2 separate regions of the Macaca mulatta genome follow, and region 1 is linked to region 2. A link is a contact called in public Hi-C data. All regions are on one chromosome and are shown on one strand. Each heading gives the region's core, a stretch centred on a gene start, on an enhancer-like site or on the middle of the called end of the contact. The rest is flanking DNA. Distances are from core to core; before and after follow the strand shown. Region 1 has its middle 25 kb from the start of GABARAPL2. Region 2 holds the start of TMEM170A (transmembrane protein 170A).

Region 1 (3,540 bases), core at 547-3,046, 140 kb before region 2:
ATGCACCTGCCCTAATCACCACAGGGCCAGGTACCAAAAAGCTAGGGAAAGCCCCTAGGCCCCAGAGCCTGCTGAAATTATTCAAACTCGCCAGTCTGCTTACTCGGCCTCATCCCTTCCTTCCCATGGAAATAACAAGGCTCTTACTCCACTTGATCCCCTCATTCCCTCTGCCTCCGCACTGACCCTGGGCTTCCCAGTGTGGCTCCCTGTGGCATGCCATACCCCTTTTGGAATCTGTAAGTCTAACAAGCTTTCTTGTCAATGGCAGTCACCTGATCTGTTGCCCTCATCATACCTGAATAATAATAAAACCTATATTTTATATTTTTTATCTTATTTTTTAGAGACGGGTGTCTTGCTCTGTTGCCCAGGCTAGTTTCAAATGCTTGAGCTCAAATGATCTTCCCACCTTGGCCTCCCACAGTGCTGGGATTAGAGGCATGAGCCACCATGTCAGGCCACCTAAAACCTATATTTTAAAACACTCCCCAGTGGTGTCACACAGACAGCACTTAATCCTCCCAGCAATGATGTATGGCAGTATGTGCCAGGTGTTGCCAATTATAGAAGCTCGTTGAGCCTTGGATGCTGCTAACATCGCATGATGCACAGGACAACTGCCCTGTCCCCACCCCCACTCCCCGCAAAGAATTATCTGGCTTAAAACGTCAGTCATGCTGAGGTTAAGAAACCCTGCTTCTAACAATTGTGTTTTAAAGTCACTTGAAATAGTTCCTCTCTAGTTATTGCTCCAAATCTGTACATAATTTTACTTTACTTTCAGTTTTTAGGGATGCCTTAAAAATTATGTAAAATGTTTGTATGATTCCAAAGTTGAAACTAGTTTGTTTTTGTTTTTTAAAAAAATAGAGATGGGGTCTCACTGTGTTGGCCAGGTTGGTCTTTAATTCCTGGCCTCAAACAATCCTCCCATCTTGGCCTCCCAGAGTGCTAGGATTACAGGCATGAGCCACCATGCCTGGCTAGAACTAGTTTTCTTTGAAGAAAGGTATATTCAGATGTCTTTCATCCTTGTCTCCTCCCTGGTTTTTTCCTTCCCTCTAACAGTAGCCATTTTTATTAGTTGTTGGCATATCATATATGCGACAATTTGTATTTTTGCCACTGTATCTTTTGGATAGTCTTAGAAGTGGGATTGTTTGGTCAAAGATTAAATAAACATATAATTTGCTTGATTTAAATATATCTTCTAAGTTCTGTTTCTAAATACAGTGAATCCAAAGAAAGCAAAGCACAGAACACCATTACAACATGCCATTTCTATTAAAAAAGCATGAAAGAGGCCGAGTGCAGTGGCTCACGCCTATAATCCCAGCACTTTGGGAGGCTGAGGCAGGTGGATCACCCGAGGTTGAGAGTTCAAGACCAGCCTGACCAACATGGAGAAACCTCGTCTCTACTAAAAATACAAAATTAGCCGGGCATAGTGGCGCATGCTTGTAATCCCAGCTACTCGGGAGGCTGAAAAAAAAAAGCATGAAAGATAGGTAACTGTTTAGCTTGTATATACTAAAGTATCTATGAATCTACTTACAAGAAACCAATCATCAAACAGGACAAAGGATGGCCAGGGTCCAAGGTGTGGGAGGGAGACTTTTAACTTTATACCCTTTTAAAATGTTGAACCATGTTAATATATGCCTATTTTTTAAATAAATTTTTTAAATGAAATAAAAATTAATGGAAAAAGGTTTCTCTATTTTAAACTGCATTAACGCCAGAAAACACATAGAGGCGATGTTGTATAGGGAAGAGGAATCTCACAAGCTGCTTTAGGCAGCTTAATTCCACAGAATTACTGTCTTGTGGAATTTGGCTCTTTCAGGGAGGTTTACACTTCGAGCCTTGCTGTTTATTCTGTGTCCATAAGTGGGTTCTAGTGTTACGACTGTGTTGCATAATTTGTATTTTCTTAATAATTTTCAAAAATTGGCTTGATTTAAATAATTGTGTGTATAGATTTCATGTAGTCATTTCTGCATAGGGTTAAATGCCTTGTTTTATGGAGTTGATCAGCGCCAAGCATGAGCTCACTGTCTGGGGAAACGAGGCTGCTATGGAGATAATGACCGACCCTGGCTGCCAGTGCCTCTGGTCGGAAGAAATGCAAGCCCTGTCTGATTTGGTAGTGTCTGTGGCTGGGGGAAAGCTGCCTCCACCTGGACCTTGGCAAGACTTTTTGGATTTAAGACAGTGTTCTGAGCAAGCCTTAGCCAAAAATTTCCAGCTCCTAAAACCCATGTCCCTTCCTGGCTAGTTAAATGGCTTAGGACAGTGTTATCTTTTCAACTGCCACTGCCTCCTGAGATGGTGTCTGGGAAAGCCAGAGGAGCTGTTAAAATGGATCCCACCGCAACAGAAAAGCTATTGAAACCAGGAGACAGCTTCCAACTGGAAAAATACTTAGTATATAAGTGCTTACTTTCCAGAGCTCGAGCAGCTCTTCCCATAGGCAGTTATCCTGAAGGAATGGTTAGATACAGAAACAGCCAAGGAGACAGATATTTCAGACAAAGCACATTTATTTTCCAGAAAGAGTAGTTTTTTTAATACCCCATATTGAAGAATTGTTGACCTTCACGTCCTATAAACATGAATCCTTTTAAACCTAAACGTGTCTGTATTGGGGCTGAGACTAACTTGCTGTAACACCGTCCAGATGAATCCAAAACAAATCTTTATACCTGTGGTCCAAAAGTGGTAGGGAAATTCTGTAAAGACTTAAGGGCTTCAGGCAAAGTTGTTTGAATTCAGTTTTTATTTCTTAAAACTGGGGATCCAAAATGAATCAAAAGGGACAAATATCATGAGTGGTGACTGCCTGATGTGGTGGGGGGTGGGGAGCAGGCAGTCGAGTAGAAAGAGGCCTCTGGAGGATGGAAACGTCCTGTGTTTTGATTGGAGCGTTGATTATACTGGTGTAAACATTTGTCCACGTTAAGTCTACACGTTAATATTCATGTACTTTACATAATTATACCTCAATTTTAAAATGCAAAAAAACAAAAACATGGTCCTTACTACTTGGTGTAGTAGAATAAAACTGGACCTAGATACTCAAGCAGTTGTGTCCTAGTACCAGTTCTGCCACTAACTTCTATGTGGATGTGGGGAAAGTATTTAACCTCTGCTTATAACTTCTTATCTGTCCTACAAAATTAGATCGTCGCATTTAGGATGCTCAGTGTTTTTCAACTGTTAGGTAGGATTCTCATAAAAATTATTAATTGGATAGATAATACAAAGAAAAATTTTCTCTAGGAAACTGCCCACTGATGCTGTGACTACATATGGCCTCAGTCATGTTGGTGACAAGGGAAGGATGGAAATAACTCTTTTTTTTTAGACAGAGTTTCATTCTTGTTGCCCAGGCTGGAGCACAACGGTGCGATCTGGGCTTACCGCAACCTCCACCTCCCGGGTTCAAGCGATTCTCCTGCCTCAGCCTCCCGAGTAGCCGGGATTACAGGCATGTGCCTAATTTTGTATTTTTAGTAGAGATGGGGTTTCTCCATG
Region 2 (3,580 bases), core at 816-3,315:
CGGTGGCATGTGCCTGTAATCCCAGCTACTTGGGAGGCTGAGGCAGGAGAATTGCTTGAACCTGGGAGGCAAAGGTTGCAGTGAGCCAAGATTGCGTCACTCCACTCCACTACATCCTGGGCGACAGAACAAGACTCTGTCTCAAAAAAAAAATTTTTATCAGCCAGGTACGGTGGCTCACGCCTGTAATCCCAGCACTTTGGGAAGCCGAGGCAGGCGGATCGCTTGAGGTCAGGAACGAAACCAACCTGGATAACATGGCAAAACCCTGTATCTACCAAAAATACAAAAATTAGCCGGGCCTGGTGGCATGCGCCTAGAATCCCAGCTACTGGGGAGGCTGAGGCAGGAGAATCGCTGGAACCTGGGAGGCGGAGGTTGCGGTGAACTGAGATCCTGCCACTGCACTCCAGCCTGGGCAACAAAGTGAGACTCTGTCTCAAAACAAACCGATCAAACAAACAAAAACATTATTATTCGTCAGAAGCCTCTTCATCACCTGGAACCTTGTGGACATCAGTTATCCTTGGTAACTTCCCTTCCAGAACACCATTGTTATTGGCTGCTATGGTCTGAATGTGTTCCCCCAAATGCATGTCCTGAAACTTCATGGGAATGCGATAGTACTGAGAGGAGGGGCCTTTAGGAGACGATTAAGTCAGAAGAGCAGAGTCCCCATTATGGGATTAGGACTCTTATAAAAGGGATTCGGAGAGTGGCTCCCTTTTTTACCATGTGAGGACGCCTCGGCGGTGCTATCTGTGAGGAACGGGCGGTCCTCAGACATGGAACCTGCTGCGACCTTGATCTTGGACCTCCCAGCTTCCAGAACTGCAAGAACATACATTTCTGTTGTTAATAAATTGCCCAGTCTCAAGTACTTTGTTACAGCAGTGCAAACAGACGGAACATTAGCTTATTCCTTTTTACGATTTCTCTGCCTTCATGTTAACAGGCTCTCTGAAGGGAGGTGAGACAAAAATGTGTGATCCAGGAGGTCAGGAAATCGAGACCATCCTGGCTAACACGGTGAAACCCCGTCTGTACTAAAACTACAAAAAATTAGCCAGGCGTGGTGGCGGGCGCCTGTAGTCCCAGCTACTTGGGAGGCTGAGGCAGGATAATGGCGTGAACCCGGGAAGCAGAGCTTGCAGTGAGCTGAGATCCCGCCGCTGCACTTCAGCCTGGGCCACAGAGCGAGACTCTGTCTCAGAAAAAAAAAAAGAAAAACAAACAAACAAAAAAACTGTGATCCAATTTTGTTGCTCTGAACCGAATCTCTTTAAATTTTATTTTATTTAAAACTATAGAGGCTATATAGCCTCCCTCCCATTCCAGTCCAACACCAGCCTTTGCATGGGCCCTTTCTACTATCAGTTTTTTTATTTTTTATTTTTTTTGAGACGGAGTCTCGTTCTGTCACCCAGGCTGGAGTGCAGTGGCCGGATCTCAGCTCACTGCAAGCTCCGCCTCCCGGGTTCACGCCATTCTCCTGCCTCAGCCTCCCGAGTAGCTGGGACTACAGGCGCCCGCCACCTCGCCCGGCTAGTTTTTTGTATTTTTTAGTAGAGACGGGGTTTCACCGTGTTAACCAGGATGGTCTCGATCTCCCGACCTCGTGATCCGCCCGTCTCGGCCTCCCAAAGTGCTGGGATTACAGGCTTGAGCCACCGCGCCCGGCCCTACTATCAGTTTTAAATAGAGAACGTTCTTGTTCTGTTCATGAAGGTTTCATAAATGCTGGAGTTCAGTCATAACTAGAACTTAACATATCCGTTCCATCACTGTATTTTTCCAGATCCCTGGTAAATCCATATCTCGGGTCTCGTGGGGCGCATGCAATTCCATACTTTGTCACAGGGGGCGCTGCGGAGAAGGGCAGAGCTGTGCGCGCGGTCCCAGAGAGCGCCGTCCAGGAGGGGGCGCGTCCGTGGGGCTGGATCTGTGCGAGCCCTGCGCAACGTTGGGGGCGGGAACAACCCTGGCCCTGCGCCCGCGCGCTGCGGAGCCTCGTGATTGGAGGAGGCAACGGTCACTTGGCAGCGCCGTTGGGATTGGGGGAAGAGGGCCCCGGCTGGAGGTGACGCTGAGACGGCGAGGGTGAGTGGGGGCCGGCCGCTGCCGCACTTCGGGCGCTCATCCCTCATTTCTCTGTGGTGAATGGCGACGGGATGGAGCGCGAGGGCAGCGGCGGCAGCGGCGGGTCGGCCGGGCTCCTGCAGCAGATCCTGAGCCTGAAGGTTGTGCCGCGGGTGGGCAACGGGACCCTGTGCCCCAACTCTACTTCCCTCTGCTCCTTCCCAGGTACGGCCCGCCCCGCGCCTGCGCACTGCGCGCCCCGCCGTCGCCTCGGCAAGGCTGTGGGCGCCCCGAGTCTGGGCGGGGTCCCTGGTGCGCCGCTGATCTGCTGGGTGGGCGCTGTCCTCCTGGAGTTGGGTCCTGCTCCTTGTCCGGAGCCCCTTTCCCCGTCACTTCCTCGCCAGTCCCTGAGGCCGGGCCCCGGAGTCCCGCTGGGCGTGAGGTGCAGGGAACGGCCGCAGGTGGGCCCGGGACTGGAGGGCGCCCGGCCGCCACCCGAGCGTCTCAGGTTCAGAGCTGCACCCCACGAGCCCGGGAGGCGGTGATTCCTGCCCTGCCTGGGTTGCCGCACGGCGCCCGGCCTCCTTCGAGGTGCCTCGGAGCGGCCCGGCCCGGCTCGGCTGAGGGGTCAGAGTTCGCGCTCCCCTTGCCTTCGCTGATCGCTGGCGCCTCGGGCCAAATCCACCCGCTCCGAGACCCGCTCCGCTTTCTAGGAATCTCCCAGACCTGGTGCCACCTGTTGCCGGTTCTCCCACTAAGCCTTCCAGATCTTTGGCACAGCTTCCTTTGAACTCTTCCTCCCCGCTGCGGCGTGAGGTGGGCCTGCTAGGAGGGTTGCTCAGATTTCTGACGCCTGGAAGAAGTCTCCGTGCGCGGAAAGCTGGAGGGAGGAGAGAAGACTTCACCTGGGAAGGAGGAGAAAGGTTTTGAGGGGAGGCACAGTTATTTATGTAGACCTTGAAAGGCAAGAAGACTGGGGCCCCTGGCCCTGGAAGGGGAGGTGGGGCTCCCAGTAGAGGGCACTGAGATCTTCATAAACAATGAGGGACCAGAGCAGAGGGAAGGAGGACGAGATTCCAGCCTCTAGTTCCAAACAAGGCACCTGTGATTTCTCCTCCCCTGGGCAGCGACTGCCAGGCGCCTTTCAGCGCACACCTGGGACTTGCAGTGTTATAATGTGCCCAGGGATTTTCCTGGAGGGATTGTGAAGTAGCAGGTAAAGGTCATCAGGCAGGTTGGGGTCAGATGCAGATGTTCGCTTGTGGTCATGCCTGAAATGAGAGTCTGGCAGCTCACGTCATTTCAGAAGGTGCTGGGATCCCTTTAGACAGTGATATCAAAAAATTGAGGGTATTCTGGGGACGCTGTGTGAAAAATGAAATGTTCTTGCAATCTGGAGGCACTACTGGGACCAGATTAATTTTTGTTTCCTTAATTTTCCCCTTTCCTGAAACATTTCGAGCCTGCCGAACAGTTGAGAAAACAGTACAACAAATACCCA

The links. Hi-C and Micro-C count contacts between places; a contact is called where the count stands out from the background.
Region 1: a Hi-C map of fetal cortical plate shows a contact between it and region 2, with 2.2 times the contacts expected there. The contact joins the enhancer-like site here to the promoter of TMEM170A in region 2. A contact is called at or near these places in 4 of 14 Hi-C or Micro-C datasets (cortical neurons, fetal cortex germinal zone, fetal cortical plate and 1 more).

Annotation. Positions count from the first base shown.
Region 1 is chr20:70,944,042-70,947,581 of T2T-MMU8v2.0, reverse strand. It overlaps a transcript of ADAT1 not described here. Among named protein-coding and RNA genes, the nearest start is that of GABARAPL2, 25 kb to the right of the region's middle. Within about 2 kb of position 1,796, at least 10 of the 40 cell types and tissues checked have an H3K27ac peak or open chromatin away from gene starts, as enhancers often do. A contact at or near this core is called in fetal cortex germinal zone and fetal cortical plate, where this site is marked.
Region 2 is chr20:70,808,652-70,812,231 of T2T-MMU8v2.0, reverse strand. It overlaps TMEM170A (transmembrane protein 170A), which reads left to right and starts at 2,065. Exons shown (of 3, transcript NM_001194844.1): 1 at 2,065-2,304. The coding sequence starts at 2,172.